Regions from separate parts of the Canis lupus genome. Here region 2 is linked to region 1. Evidence: chromatin contacts called from public Hi-C data. All regions are on one chromosome and are shown on one strand. Each heading gives the region's core, a stretch centred on a gene start, on an enhancer-like site or on the middle of the called end of the contact. The rest is flanking DNA. Distances are from core to core; before and after follow the strand shown. Region 1 overlaps LOC106558692 (a long non-coding RNA gene). Region 2 has its middle 11 kb from the start of LIFR.

Region 1 (7,710 bases), core at 2,205-4,704:
AAATTTTATAGTTCGACTTTTACTTCTGAGTTTTTAATATACCAGAAATTGTAGTGTAAGGGCTTCAATATTATTTTTTAAACATATGGATAATTTGTTTTTCCCACACCCATATATTGAAAAAATATTTCTCCCAGGGATCTCTAATGTCAGCGCTAGAAAAGACCGGACCTGGATGGCTCAGTAGTTGAGCATCTGCTTTGGGGTTAGGTCATGATTCTGGGATCCTGTGATCTAGTCCCATATCAGGCTCCCAGTAGGGGCCCTACTTCTCCCTCTGCCTGTGTCTCTGGCTCTCTTTCTGTGTCTCTCATGAATAAATAAATAAAATCTTAAAAAAAAAAAAAGACTGGTCACATTTCAATGCAAAGTAGACCTATTTCTGGGCTCTGTATTCCACTGTACTGGTCCGACTATACTTTTTCCCACCGATACCATGCTATCTTAAATGCTTTAGCCCTAGAATAATTTTAATATCTGGAAGTCAAGTTCTCCCATGTGGTTCTTTTTTTTGAGTGTCTTGTCTATACTTGGTCTTTTGCTCTTTCATACATATTTTGGAATCAGCTTGCCAAGTTTCCTCAAAAGCCCAGGGGAATTTTGATGGGAATTATATTGAATTCAGAAAGTCATGTATCTTTAAGTGTATGTGTATATATACTTGACCACATTTTGCAGCCAAACAGATCATTTGTACAGCCTGATACTTCATTAGGGGCATATCACAGGCAGGAAGTTGGTTTGGTATGAAGGTACATGAAGCCAGTGATTCTTCTCTGATTCTTTACATCACTGTAAAGTAATGATAAGGAAGGATAAAGATCCTGTGCTCAAATTGCAGTGAACAGAGGTTTTTTTTGTTTTTTATTTTTAAGATTTTATTTATTTATTCATGAGGGACACAGGCAGAGGGAGAAGCAGGCTCCATGCAGGGAGCCCGACGTGGGACTCAATCTCAGGTCTTCAGGATCACAGCCTGGGCTGAAGGCAGCGCTAAACTGCTGGGCCACTGGGGCTGCCCCAGAGTTTTCACTTATAAAGAGCTGTTCCCTAAGTCAGAAGATGTCAGGGTTTGCAATTGCTATTACTTAAGTATGTCAATATAAACAGGTAAAGACTGTATTTCTGGGGATGCCTCCCATGAACACTGCAGCTAGACTCGGAATCAAATGCTAAATAATACAGCAATCAAATAAAGCTTTTTATATCCGTCCGTGTCTTCCCATCCATAAAAAGTTTGTAAGAATTTTTCAGCAAGGACTTGCTGACCCCGTTCAGATGAGAGTGTGTGATCATGCAACGCAGCCCCAGGATGAGCATTAAAAAATTAGGACAAGAGTAGACCACTCTGTTGATAGATCAAATTAATATTCATAATCTTTGCTTTGCAGTTCAATTAGAGCTACATTAAAAAGCCACATGAAGCCCAAGATATGGGACATCTGAAATTTGTCACGTCATTTTCCCCACCACCAACGCCCGGGCACAGCCTCATTTGTCTTGGTCTGTGAAGCTCAAGGAGGCAAGGCACTCTGGCTTCAGCTTTAAAAGTCTTATATGTTGATGTGTATCCCATGACTTCTAAAGATAAAGTGCTTTTTCACTGGCATTACTCACTTGTGTCAGAGGCTTTCTGGTAAATTCTTCAGGCCCTCACCTTGCGGGAAAAGACATCAGTTTGCCACTTCCTATGAAATGGGCTGTCCGTAATGCTGTGTTGTAATCTGATTCTCGGGAGGCCCTGATGGATGACAGTCGTGGACCAGGTTCGATGACAGTGCCCAGAGGCGGACCCTGAAGAGATGCTCCAAAAGTTAAGCCTTGCTTTCATTTGGCTGTAATGTCAGTTCAGTAGACAAGTAGTATCTGACTCCAAATCACCATTTTTCAAATTGTCTAGGTGTTTAATCCAAAAGTGCAAAACAGTTTCTAGTCGCCTGAAGGTACGGAGTGGTTAGGCAGGATTCTTGCACCTAAGAAACTTCTTGTCTAATAGGTAAAACATGAAGGAGAGCCTTGTCGTGATTAAACCGTTCAGGAATGTTCACTGAATCAACCAGAGATGGTGCTGGGGTTTGCAGAATGATCATAAAGGCAAGTGAAAAGAAACCGCGCTAACAGCATTAATGGAGCATCCGTCGGACCATTTGAGGTAGATCGGTGGTCTTCCAACTTTTTTGCATGCTTCCTCCTTAAGAGAATTTTTTAAGGTGGTATATTTCCTCTTGTTTCTGCTGCCAGTGTGGAACAGTCCAGAGAATTTGCCACTGAGGGGTGGCTACACAAGCAGTTTGCAACGCTGATTCATGAGAATCTTCGGATGTGAAAGAAAACCATAGTCGATTTATTACAGTGCAAGGAAACTCGGGTGTGTTTCTTTACACTCTGGGATAATGAAACACTAGTTAATATTTATGAAGCACCTGCCATGTGCCAGGCCTTATCCTAAGCATTTGGTATGGTTTATCTCATGTAATCTTCACCTTATGGAAACATCAGGTACTAGAATTCTCTCTTCCTGTCCAGAGAACTGAGGAGAGGCTTAAATTGAAAGAAGCAAACATGGAACCTAGGCATTTGGCTCCAGAAGACCATGTTCAGACCCTCTATGGTCTCCTGACCCTTTCAGAGGCAAAGACTTGCCTCTTCCCAATGTGGTCTCAAAAGAGATTTGGGCAGAAGCTGAGATGCGACCTTGAATCTCTGTTTTCCTTCGGAGCTGCGCGCATCTCTGATGGGAGGGCTGCTCCAGCTTTCTGGGCAGGGCCATGGCCATTTATGGTTAGGGTATACCTGGACTCCTTGGCAATCTGTGGTTTCAACTGTGCATGGCAAGTGTTTCCTTATGGGGCTGGGTTTGTGGGAACAGGGGAAACCTCATCTCTGTCCCCTGAGCCCGGAGGGGCACAGTGACATTGTAAAATTGTCAGACTGTCCCCTTGACTGAACTGTACCTACACTCGCCTATAGAATCTGTCCTTGGTGGTGATTCCCTTCAGGACTTCTGGGCATCATTCACAGGTAAATCTGACCTGGGAGAGAAAAGGGGTGGGGGGGGAGGAAAAGCAAACAGGAGAAATGGTAGCTCTGTCAGTTTTCAAAATGTATAACTTAACGCAGAACCAAATTCTTCTTGAAGCTAAAACTGCAGAGTCACAGCTGTCGCTGGGGGAAAAAATGCAAGTTTAGAGAGCTAAACTCTTATCCTCATGTTTTGATTACAATTGCCTTTGGGCCAAGTTCGCTCATTAGATGCTAATACATGTTTTCCATCATGTGCAAGAAAGGTTTTATACAAATTCCATTTCCCAGAACTCCGTGAATGAAATGGAAACCCCCTGTTTCTGGTTGTGGAAAAAAACCAAACCAAGACAAAACCCAAGAGCCTCCCTGCTCAGTGTTTCTCCGAGGACCCTCTGGTTTTTGCTAGGTGGCGCCATAGGCTCACAGATGGGCCTTTCTTAGCTTGCGGAGTGGCCACCTGTGGGATAGTAGGAATGAAGAGAAGAAACCAGCTTCAGCTTCTCTGCTTCTATCCTGGAGAAGACCATCAGCTCGACTGACAGGAGGTGAGGTCCATTTGCCTCTGGCCTCTGTCATTTTAGGAAGTGTTTATTTTCCCCCTTCCCCTTCCTGGTTGGTCACAGCTGGCGGTGAGGGGGTGTGTAGGCCCTAGATTTTGGCTATTCTTGAGGAACATTCTGGGGCATCTTACTTAGACTTGATCCTAAATATGTTTCTCTCTGAGTCTCTCAAAATTTGTGTAAGAGCTTGGGGAAGAAGGACCCAAGGAAGGGTTGATAATTCAGAGATTTGCATCAGCTCCCTCCTAGTCTCCTGAGCAAGGTCAGCATGTGGGGAAATCCCAATCTTCCAAGAGCCGCAGTATTTCCCAGCCTCCACAGGATGACCTTTCCCAATTCATGCAGCTCTCCGGGCCAGCCTGTTGTGGAGGAATGGAAGGCCCCACGGTGGTGGTGGTGGTGGTGGAGGTGGAGGAGGAGGAGGAGGAAAGGGGTGAGATAGAGCACAGGTTCCAGAAGCCCCGGATGGTCTGGAGAACATCCAAGTACCTTTTGGCTTCAAAGAGAATCCCCTTTGTCACCCTATCAGAGACCCCAAACTCCCAAATTGCTGACTCATTTGCCTGAAGGCATGAAAGACTCTTCTCAAAACACCAATGTGATGGAAAGGCTTTAATTGGAAAAATTGGAGAAAGAATCTATTACAAAATGGCACTGCTCACAGAGCACTCGGGAAGGAGCCAGTCATGAGCGGGATGGGGTGGGTGGGCTGCACATAGACCAGAGGACAGAGCTGGAATGGAGACAAACCTAATCTACTTGGTGTCTTGCTGGGGCCCCTGCTTCCTCTCCACCTGTACTGCCTGTAACATGGGAGTCAGATGCAGATCTATGATTCCCAGACTGGGTCCCCCAAGGTTTCCAGGAAAACCTAGTACCATCCCCATATCTTTAACAGATGCTAGTCGGCTCCTGTGTCCTGGTTTTGGTTCAGGCATCCCTGCCTCACATGCTGTGACCTGAAATCTGCTGCATGCCCAGGGTCACCCAACAGGGGTCACAGGTCCCTGTTGGGGACACAAGGCTAAGAGGGGCCTCAGCCAGGTGAAAGATGATATGCATATATCCCAGGAAGGAAGCCTAACAAACAGATTTGCAGAAACTCCTGGGACACAGCAGGGGCCCTGCTAGCAGTGAGCCTATTTCAGAAAATAGAAGTCTGAGAAATGAATGAGGGGTAGTGGAAAGGGAGGTGGGTGGGGGATTGGGGTGACTGGGTGAGGGGCACTGAGGGGGGCACTTGACAGGATGAGCACTGGGTGACATGCTATATGTTGGCAAATTGAACTCCAATAAAAAAAAATGTAAAAAAAAAATTAGTTTGTACAAGTAGTAATATGCAAAGTAACAACAGGAACAAAAATAAAGTTTGTAAGAAGTATATACATAGTCACAAGATGGTAAGGGGAACCATGAAAACCCCAAAGTAGAGGGAGAAAAAGTGACAATAAAAAAACTAATGCCTTTTTATTTGCAGAATGGATGTTGAGAGCTTCCTCCTTCTGAAATTGCCATAAAAACATTGATTTCAGCAATTATAGGAACTCTTAGAATTCCGTGTTTATCTTGATACCTCTCTCTATTTAGACGTTGAAGAATCCACCAGCTTTTCCTGCATTTGTCTCTGTCATAGCGATGACGCCTCCCTTGGCAGGACACATCAGTAGACTTAAGTGCCATGAGTCATATTTTCAATTTTTAATTAAATCATGGTCTCGCTAGGGTTTGATTTATTTAGACCCAAATTAATTTAGACCCTGGTCCACATAAATTTGCATAGTTTATTTTGCAAGCTTATGACTGTATGGATTGTAAAACCCTTTAGGTAGATGATAATATAGGTTGTAAAACCACTCTCTTATCAAGCAACGAGTGGTGGACTATAAGGTCCAAGGGTGGTGTTAACTTTATTTTTGAAACTAGCTTTATAAAGGAAGTCTGTTGTATTTCTAAATAAAGACATTTATGAGATCATTTAAAGATACTTCATCCCATATGTTTTCACTCAGTTTTAGTGATACGGCGAGCTTTATTCACAGCTAGTGGTGCTGATTTCTTTTTTTTCTTTCCCAGAATGGTTACAGATGGTCGTAAATCCATACAGTAAGTATCTAGCACAAAACTCATCTGCCTCAATCGAATATAGTAAATACTTTTTTTTTCTTTTAGTAAATACTTTTTAAGCCGCAGTAGTGTGAGTCAGAGAGATGTCACTTTCCTAGAATTCTGATGGAAAAAAAAAACAAACAAAACATCATGGTTAATTAATGTTCCCCAGAAAGGGTCACAGCTTACAGGAAATGAATCGGAAGGTGACAGGAAGAGAAATAGGAGCACAGTGTGCTCTGGCTGAGGGCTGTTGGAGGGGGCCGCATTCCTGCAGCCAGAAACTGGCCACAACCTCCTGAAGAAAGGGTACATCAGGCTGGTGCCTTTAAACCCGGATTTGACCAGCCTGGAGATGTGGGCGTGGAGAGGGAGGGAAGGACAGGGAAGGGTCTGGGCCGGGTGCAGGGCAAATGTCTGAGGGACTGGGTGAGATCCACCCCCCGCCAGTCCTCCTGCCTTGCAGCTGAGCTGGTCTGGACTGTGCTGTCAAGTTGCTTCTGTGGGTGGGGGCTTCTATAGAACTTCTGCGTGTCAAATATGATCGAGTGGGCATGCCTGGCAACTTGGCACTCATGACTCAGTTGAAGATGTGGCCCATAGCAGGTCATCACATAACCCTCAGAAGGGAAAGTGAGTAACATTCATCCTCTGCAAAAGGCAAAGTGAAATTTGCTCTGTGGGGAGCAGCATGCCCCCCACAATCGGGTGCCAGGCGAGAGTGTAGGTGTTTGCCTTCCTATGGTCACTGACCTGCAGGCCGGAAGAGGGGTGGCAGGAGCTGGAGACCAGACCTGCCTGAAGGTGCTCAGCCTGCCTTCTCCTGTTCCAGTTCATTCTTTACACTGGGTGATAGCCCTCCGCAAGGTCCAGTGCAGGGTGATTTCTTCTGATGCACGGTTTGATGGACAGAAAACATTTACAAAGGTCTAAAAATCAAATCAAATCTCATTACATGCTTAAAGGAGCTTATTTGTCAGAAACGAATCAGAATTCTTCCGGGAAATCTGGAAAGGGTGGGTGTCACACTTCTAGCAATTCCTGAAAATCTCCATGTATTATTAATTTTCCTGGGGGGAGGGGCTGTGAGGGCCTTTGTTTGCGATGCCAGAAGCATAGCTGTTGTGTTTGTCTCAAGGAGGTATGCTAAATATCTTTTTGTTTTTTTAAGTCATTTTGTTGTGCCTGATTGCACTTTTGATGAGGGTCGGAGTGGAGAGGAGATGACCATTATATAAACCAATAAAATGCCAGGTGTTGCAAATCCCTAGAGACTGGGGCTCTGTAGGCTGCTACTGGGAAGCATTAGCAGGATCCTCTCTCTGCCCTGTGCCTGGCAAGGAAACTGAGGACGGAGTTGGGGATGCAATGAGAAGACAAGTCAGGGTTCAGCAAGAGTCTAAGGACCATCTGCCAGCCCATCAGAAAACACTGGAAAGTCCCATTGGCATGCGATATTGCTTTTGTGAAAATGATGAGGTTTATTGAATGGAAATAAGAAGCTGGGAAACCTGAGTACCGTTTATAGCATATCATGGGAGTTAAGACTTGAGTTAAGAACCCAGCTTCACAACTAATGAACTGTCCGACTATGAACAAATCATGTTCTTTCTCTGTCTCGGTTCCCAGGAGGATTGGGCTTTTTAATCAGCACAAGCTGCCCTGCTCTAAACTCTCTTCTGAGTCTTCCAAATTTCTTTTCTTGTACCTTGGATATATCCTAACAAAGAAAAGGAGGACAAGTAATTGCTTTTTTTCTAAATCTCCCACTGTCATTTATAGGGTATATACTCTTTTTTTTTTTTTTTGGCCAGGAAAGCTATGGTAACATATGACCAACACACCTTCTGTTATAATCTGCCTTTCTAATGATAGGCTCTTGGTCCTGACTTTTTTTGAGGGCACATGAGAAGTGAAGCCATCCTTGGCTCTTGTAAGTACATATTAAAGAGTGGACATCATCACTGTAGTTGGGTTGCCAAAATCTAACAGAAAAGACAAAAATGACTATAATACATAC
Region 2 (7,710 bases), core at 3,860-6,359, 230 kb after region 1:
ATATATAAAATAACATTAATTTTGTAATTTCCTAGTGTAAGGGCAATTTTTAAGTTGGTAACAGTTGAAAAATTCTAATATAAAGTAGATGCAGCAGTCACAAAGGAAGCCTCAGAACTTTCATGATGACAAGCAGTGACCTTGCATTTCATTTCCCTCATACAGCCTAATAAAAGAAGATGGTTCCACAAATCCTTTTTTCTTGTGCCTGTGTAAAATGCATGTCACAGGTCAGAGGCACCAGCAGAGCCAGCATTTTATTCCTCATTTATCTCAGGTTTTTTTCTGTATATTCTCTTGCTTTCCATGGTCCACTTTACCCCCTCCATCCTGCTCCCACTGGAACCAGCAGTCAGCTTGCTTGCTTGCTTTTTTTGTTGAAGGGAGATCACTTTTCAGAAAGAAATACCCTCTTTATGTCTCTCAGTGAGATGTACTGAGTACGCATTGGCAAGTAGAGAGCAAGCAAGCTGTGTTGACATACAGACATTAGGCTGTTGGCTAGACATTGAACTTAGCTTGCTTGCCCCTTCTCAAATGCCAGCTTCAATAAAATTTCAGATGTCTCTGTTTTGGAACTGTTCAGCTCACTTACGAATAGTCAAAGCTGTGATTGCTGTACTCACACCTACCATGGGATGTATTGCTGGGATCAAAACCTCAGATGCTTGCAGGTGCAATGGAGGTCATGTACCTTGCTGAGTGGGTCTGATCGGCCTGCTCTCTTTATGCTTCTGATAGAAACAATAAGAAACATCTTTTTTTACTACAACATAGACAGCAGTGATAATCTAGATGGAAAATGGTAACTGAAATTTGTCTCATTCAGGGGGGGCCTGCAAGGAAAGACACTGGGGAAGGTTGGATGTGGGACAGTGTGAGCTTACTTTGGAAGGATGGGTTGGTGTTTGTTATTGGACAAGGAAGAGAGAGAGGGACAGACATTCTGGGCAGAGGTTGCAGTGTGTGCAGGGACACAGAGGACAGCAGAGTCTGGCACGTTTGGTGGGACTTGAGTGCAGAGGCGATGCTACAGGCAGAGGTGGGAGTGGGAAGTTAGGAGGCCTGAAACAGTGGAGAGCCCCATGTCATGCTAATGTCGGCACCTTTTCCAGTAGGCCAGGGAGAGCGGTGGAAAACTTGGGGCACGTGAGACCAACATTTCAGAAAGATGACCCTTGGTTGTGCCGTGAAGGGCTTGTGAATCCAGAGACCAGTGAGGAGCGCTGTGGTCGTGTAGGCTGAGGGGAAGGGCCCCCACCATGCCCAGCCCCGGAAGCTGGTCAGTATTTTCCAATGTCAAGGTAGTGAAATGGAGTAGCGGAGACTGCAAGCTCCTCTCCTGCTCAGTCTGCCGTGCCTTTTTTTAAAGCTTCTGATTAAACTCAGTGCAGAAACATTCAGTGTGTTTAGAGCTTCCAAACACAGATTAGTGGACGCCTTACCCTTACATTGCTAAATGAGGGGTCCCTAAGTGTGGGTGGCATTGTAAAATAGGGAGTAGGTGAAGTCTGTAGTGACAGAGTAGCTGCTTGAGTTAAAGATGTTGGTCACAGGTTACGAACTTTCAGCTCTAAGATGAGTACATTCTGGGGATCTGATGGACAGCATTGTGGCTGCAGTTAATTTTGTATTGTATGCTTGAAAATTGCTATGAGACTAGATCTTAAGCATGTTGACCCCCTCCACACACAAAAAGGTAACTGTGAGGTGATCGACATGTAGATTAACTTGATGGTGGCAGTCATTTCACAGTGTATATCAGATCCTTAAGTTGTCCCCTGGAGATGTATCCAGTTTTGTCAGTTACACCTCAGGAAAGCTGAGAAAAAAATAGGGAGTAGGTACACTAAGGGAGAGATGGGATAAGAATAAATGGGGTGAGATTTACACCAAAGCAAGAACTTAAAATAATTTGGGCATTAGTAAAGTCAATAATAGCTTATTTGTAATATTAAGAATACCTTACTATTGGATTACCTACCTGTGAAGTTTTCAGGCTAAAAGTGAATCCTCTGATTTTAATGCTGCTGGACCAGGATAGGATTTTAGGCATTGTGATAAAATGAGGAGACACAAGAGTTGTCCTTGTTGTTACTAATTGTTGGCAGTTATGTTACATTGTGGGCCCATTTCACTGATCAGCCCTTTGCGTTTTTCCCACATGTTACAGCTAGATCACATCTCTTCTGACCTGTATTTGTTCATTTTGCACATGTTGCCATTGTCAGCATCAGCATCATTTTATTTTGGACCCTGAAATTATTGATGCTAGATTTATCTTTCATACTAGTTTATTGGATTAACTTATTAGAATCCTTATTACTACACTGTAATATATTTGGTATTTTGCCCATTCTTTTCATCTACAGATTGAGAAATGGGTTTCCTGGGTCATCATCGAGTTCATTAATGAAAAGCACAAGAAAAACAGGCCAAATTGACATCATCCTATAATTAGTGCCCTTTGAGAAAGGTTGAGCACCATCAAATTAATCTACATGTCGATCGCCTCACAGTTACCTTTTTGTGTGTGGAGGGGGTCAGCATGCTTAAGATCTAGTCTCATAGCAATTTTCAAGCATACAAAACAACCCTCTATAGTCTTTTGTATACAGTATGTGTCTCTTCATCTTGCTCATAAATATCTTTAAAGCATTTAGAAAAGCTCTTGCTGACACTTGGTTTTCTCAGTTCAGTTGCCTTATCAAGTAAGAAGGTAAGGTGAGTAAGGGGGTATGGGTGGGCTGAGGTTCATTGGCCCAGGGTCCCTTTCCTGATATGTTCTGTAATCTTACCCAGCATCAATGTCAAGCTCACGTCTCTTCTCTCATCTGTAGAATGTGCTTTCTTGACAGGATATCCCACAGAACATCCTTTTCCAAAAACAGTTTGGCCAGAAACCAGTTATTTCTGTTGTATTTTTCATTCTCTATTTCGCTCTATTTAGAAGTTTCGAGTGAATGTAAGGTGAAGTATTGCGCTTCCACATGCTTAAAAGATGTCATAGATTATGGTCAGAAGCTAAAGATTTTGTTTTAATTCTTTTTTCCCTGTTTTCCTTTTGAGAAGCATTTACATTCTAAAATAATGCTTAGGACTTGGACATCTGGATTTAAATAATGCTATAAAGAAAAGAAAAGGACCATTTGAATTCTTTTGGAGAGGAGAGAGCTTTGAGATTCTGACCCCAAAGAGTGTTAAGAAAACATTCAGGCACATTTTGGTCAATATCTGTGCACTGAAATATAAATCTTCAAACAGTTTATATTTTAAGATTATTTCAACAGCAAGTCCAGAATTTTTTAATGCCAATACATTTTGAAAACAGGTTGTTAACTGGTGCCCTAAGAACTGTACTTGGCCTACAAATATGTTTTCTTTGGCTCACATAGTGTTTCATAAAGAGTTAGTTGCCAACATTTAAAAATAAGGAGATTTCACGTTATAAAACCAAACCTGCATTCCTGTTCCTTTTTGAAAATCTTGATGGTCTATGACTACACTGGACCACGTTCTACATGGTGGTTGTATAGAAGTAAAGCACCAGCAGGAGGCTACCCACCGCCGCTGTGCACTCCTTACTCCGTCCCTGTGGCCAGCCTCACTCACTTCATCGGGCTGGTCCTCAGGGTGGGTTTGAGCTCGTACCTGCCGAGTCAGAGAGCTAGCTAACTAAAAGTATACCTCAAGGTTGGGAGGAGAATAGTAAGGTGGAAGCAATTTGAGATTTTGTTCCCTGAACGTAGGTTGTTTGAGCTCGGTCATGATGTGAGGACTGGCAGTGCTTGGGAAAGTAAGTGGGGTAATTCTCCCAGGAGCGGTGTTCGGCTGGGCAGTGTGGAGAGCAGCCTCCCTCGTGGCATTCTAGATCTGCTAGTTCAAGGCGACAGGCAGGCTGTCCTAGGAATCGAGTTGCTGTGCATTTCTTAGGGGAGGTGGAAAGTAGGGGAGGTAGGCCCTAGGGCGCTGTCATGGGATTTTAGTGATGTTAGGAGATTTGTCCGAGGAGGTCACATACCTGCCACCTGATCAGTGGTGGGGTACGGACCGGAGCCCAGGACACGTGACTCTGGTTCAGTGATATTTTCTTTTTCCACTCCATGTTTTTCACTTATGTGTAATGGGCTAGAGATGAGGTTGGTAACCAGGCTTGGACTCAAATCCAAGTTCTGCCCCTGACTAGCTGTGTGACCTCAGGCAAGTGTCAAAAACCTGTCTGTGCCTCATTTTCCTTGTTATAAAGAAGGGGAGAATGATGATACTGGCCTCATCAGGTGGGTATAGGGATTTAATCTGATACTGCATTTGAGGAACTTAAAATGGTGCCTGCCGATAATAAATAGTGCATTAACACTGCGTGATACCTGAAAAATAACATTTATAAATTGTGTATTATCACAGCAGACTTAGCTAAAAGTAGCATTTCAACCACACAATACTAATGCATAATATTTTCTTCCTCTTAGAATTTAGGAAGGATTTATAGGATAATTTTGCTCCATGTATTCTTTTGAAAAGCCTCCAAAAAAAAAAAAAAGCCTCCAAAAATTTGACCCAATTTTATCTTTTTATTCATAATTTTTTCTGTAGCACAGAGATGTGTTCAAAAGCATACCATTCAGCTTTCTCTTCGGAATGTAAAGAAACAGGTGTCATCAAAGTATTTTTCACTCCTCACCCAGGATGCCGTTTGTGTGGATTTGTTCAATTTATTAAATAGATCTTGAATATATAGTGTGTGTAAAGCCCTTTTAGAAGCAAGAGAGTTACAAAAACAAATCCCTGCTCTTGAGGAGCTCATAATTTTTTGTAAAGAGAGGGTGGGAGGAAAGGGAAGAATAATCTCCATAATACCTGGTATGATATAATAAATGCCCAGAGTGGAAATTGAACAGAGTGCAGTGGGAGCATGAAGAGAATGCCAGTATCTGGGCGTGATGACCTGTGAGGGAGCCAGGAGACAAAGATGTCCAAGGGACAGGGAGTTGAGGAGGGGGAAGGGATTGTGGGGCTGAAGTTTGAATTTGAGTTTGGATCTACAGTCTGAACAGTTGGTCAGGCAGCTCCTGGCCCTTGGCCTGAAGCTTGAAGGGACAGTGAGGGTTAGAAATGGAGAAGCTAATTAAAGCCAGAGGAGTCACCGTGGAAGCCAGAGGCCACGGGTTGGATTAAGCTGTGATTAAAGTACTTGTGCCGCAGTGCTGCTGAGGGTTGGCCAGGGCAGTGGATGCGCAGAGAGGGGTAAGGGATAGGGAGAGAGACAGGTCCTGCTTAAGAGATAAAACTGACGAGTAGGTGGAAGGGTTGGGGAAGAAGGAGTTAAGGGTTACTTGCGTTTGGGTGACCCAGGAGACACTGGTGCCATGAACAAGGACTGGGGCAGAAGAGAGCAGATTGAGAGGGGAAAGTGAGTTTAATTTTTATCCCTGTGGAGATGTTGAAGGATCTATGAAATACCTAAGTGGTATGTGGTGTCAAAATGTTTTGTCGTCCCTGAAGGACCCCATTGGTCCTCATGGATGTATGTAGATAAGCAGTTGCCTAGTAAGCAGATGGTTAATCTGTAAATGGGAAGAGGCTGGTCCTGGAAACAGATTTGGAAGTTTCGAGTTGTGCCTGATGAGAGCTGCAGAATAGATAATGCTGTTCAGTGAAGAAATAAAGATGGAAAAGCAGTAGGCTAAAGGAGCCCACAAGGAAGCTGAAAAGGAATGCTCTCTTAAGGGCATCTCTAGTCAACGGGGGAAGGAATGGATTATTTAATTCGTGGTGTTAGGATATATGTAGCCTTTGGGGACTGGGGGGAACCTGGCTTCCCGACTCTTGTTACACACCAAAATTAATTTCATTTGGATTAAAGTTTCAGATGTTAAAAGCCTTGACTATACTGGAAGACTGTATAGGTGATAATTGATACAGCTTTGGCATGAGAAAGAGTTTATGGTCAGAAACCATAAAGGACAAAATTGGGAAAGCTAACTTCATGAAAGTCAAACAGAAACCACATTGAAAAGTAAGGAAACAAACTGGAAATATTTGCGATGTAGATAACAGGTCATATGCATATTATGGAATGATGTTAGGATTTGTTTCTTATCAAGCAGTGAAGAAAAGATTAATGTCTAATTAGAAAAATGAGCAAAAGAAAGAATAAGCATCTTGTATATAAAACATTGCAGATTACGAGGAGACATATGAAAGGTATTTTTGACCACATAATCAAGGAAATGCCATTTATGGCCTAACAAGTGGAAGAGATTAAAATCTAAAAAGAAAATCTTGATCTTGATGAGAGCATGGGGAAGCATGTACTGGGGAACAGAGCCGTCCCTGGTTGTTTTTGAAAGTGAGCTTCTATTGTGTGTTTCCCCAGCGTGTTAAAGATCCCATGGCGTATTTTGGGAACAAGAAGGAGTATTCTTCAGGTTGTTTCTTTATTATAATAATAGAGTGTTTCACCCTTGTGAGAGAAGGCAAAAACAAATTCACTTGTGTGATAGACATAGGCATTTATTGAAGGCTGTTGCATGCCAGGCACCCCGACAGCCCAGCTGAGACGAGAGGCGAGTGTACAGACATCAGTTGTCAGGGGTGTGGGCGGGGGGTTCCGGTGGATCCTGCAGCGTAGGCGGAACGGAGGTGTGGAGAACATCACGAGGCACATTCCACAGAGGCAGTGGTTTGAGGGGAGTCCCTGTGGGAATGTGGGGAGCTAGAGGCAGGCAGCCTGCTGCAGTGGGGAGTAGAGAGGACTGAAGGGTTTTGTCTACCAGGCTGGCCAGGAACCTGAGGTTGGAGCACTGGGGAGTCTTCAAAGGATTTCAGGCACCAGAGCAATGTCCTCAAATCCGTTTTGACATGCTGCAGTTGATAGTGAACAGGCTCTTCAGTTGACAGGGGAGTCCTCACCGGAGTGAGGATTACCAAAGCCAAAGAAGAGGAATGTAAGAATCCTGAGAGATAAAAAGTCACAGACCAAGAAATAACTGCAGTTCTTTTGGGGAAACACTATTCTGAAGAATCCACAAAGATCTGTTCTTCTAACATAGGGAAAGTTACCTTTCAGTCGTGTTCTCCTGCGTGCAGATTTAGATGCGATAATGGAATCCCTGGGCAGTTGAGCTGGCCTCTAACCTAGATTCCCACAGTTTTGGTTCACGGTGCTCTTGGAGTTTCGTTGTTTTTATGGTGCCCCCAGGTCAAAAGAAATGCCTAACAGTTCTTCTCATGAAATATTTACTTCCAAACAACTTAATAAGTATTTCTGAGCTGACACTTTAGTAGTAGTTTGGAAAAATAATGCATAACAAGTTAGAAGAAAAATCCTATTTTTATTTTCTTCCTTAAAAGCCACATGTGTGAACCTGTGGGACACTGCATAGCTTCACAAACCTTGGGAATAGGTCGGACACTGCCACCCTCATTTCCATTTCTACATTGATTTTTGAATGGATGGTGCTTGTGTCTTGGCACAGTAACCAGTGACCCGTGTTTGCAAGATACGAGATCATCGAGAGGAATGGAGCGTGGCCTGGTGTTGAAATTGAACTGCCCGGAGCTAAAGGTTGTGATAAGGTTGAGGTTGTGATAAGGTTGAGCAGTTATTTCCTTTGAAAATTGCGAATACACTGTCATATGCCAGTTCACTTGCTCCTGTGCCTTGCGGTACTTCGGTGCATGGGTTGGGGACTAGAGCCCTGACTTGGG

What was found. A called contact is a pair of places that touch in the nucleus more often than the background predicts.
Region 2: a contact with region 1 is called in a Hi-C map of skin fibroblasts, with 2.6 times the contacts expected there. The contact joins two enhancer-like sites. A contact is called at or near these places in 3 of 9 Hi-C or Micro-C datasets (amygdala, liver and skin fibroblasts).

Annotation. Positions count from the first base shown.
Region 1 is chr4:71,006,902-71,014,611 of UU_Cfam_GSD_1.0, forward strand. All of the region lies in intron 3 of LOC106558692 (a long non-coding RNA gene), which reads left to right. Among named protein-coding and RNA genes, the nearest start is that of OSMR, 27 kb to the left of the region's middle. Within about 2 kb of position 3,455, at least 5 of the 20 cell types and tissues checked have an H3K27ac peak or open chromatin away from gene starts, as enhancers often do.
Region 2 is chr4:71,230,787-71,238,496 of UU_Cfam_GSD_1.0, forward strand. No RefSeq gene overlaps it. Among named protein-coding and RNA genes, the nearest start is that of LIFR, 11 kb to the right of the region's middle. Within about 2 kb of position 5,110, at least 5 of the 20 cell types and tissues checked have an H3K27ac peak or open chromatin away from gene starts, as enhancers often do.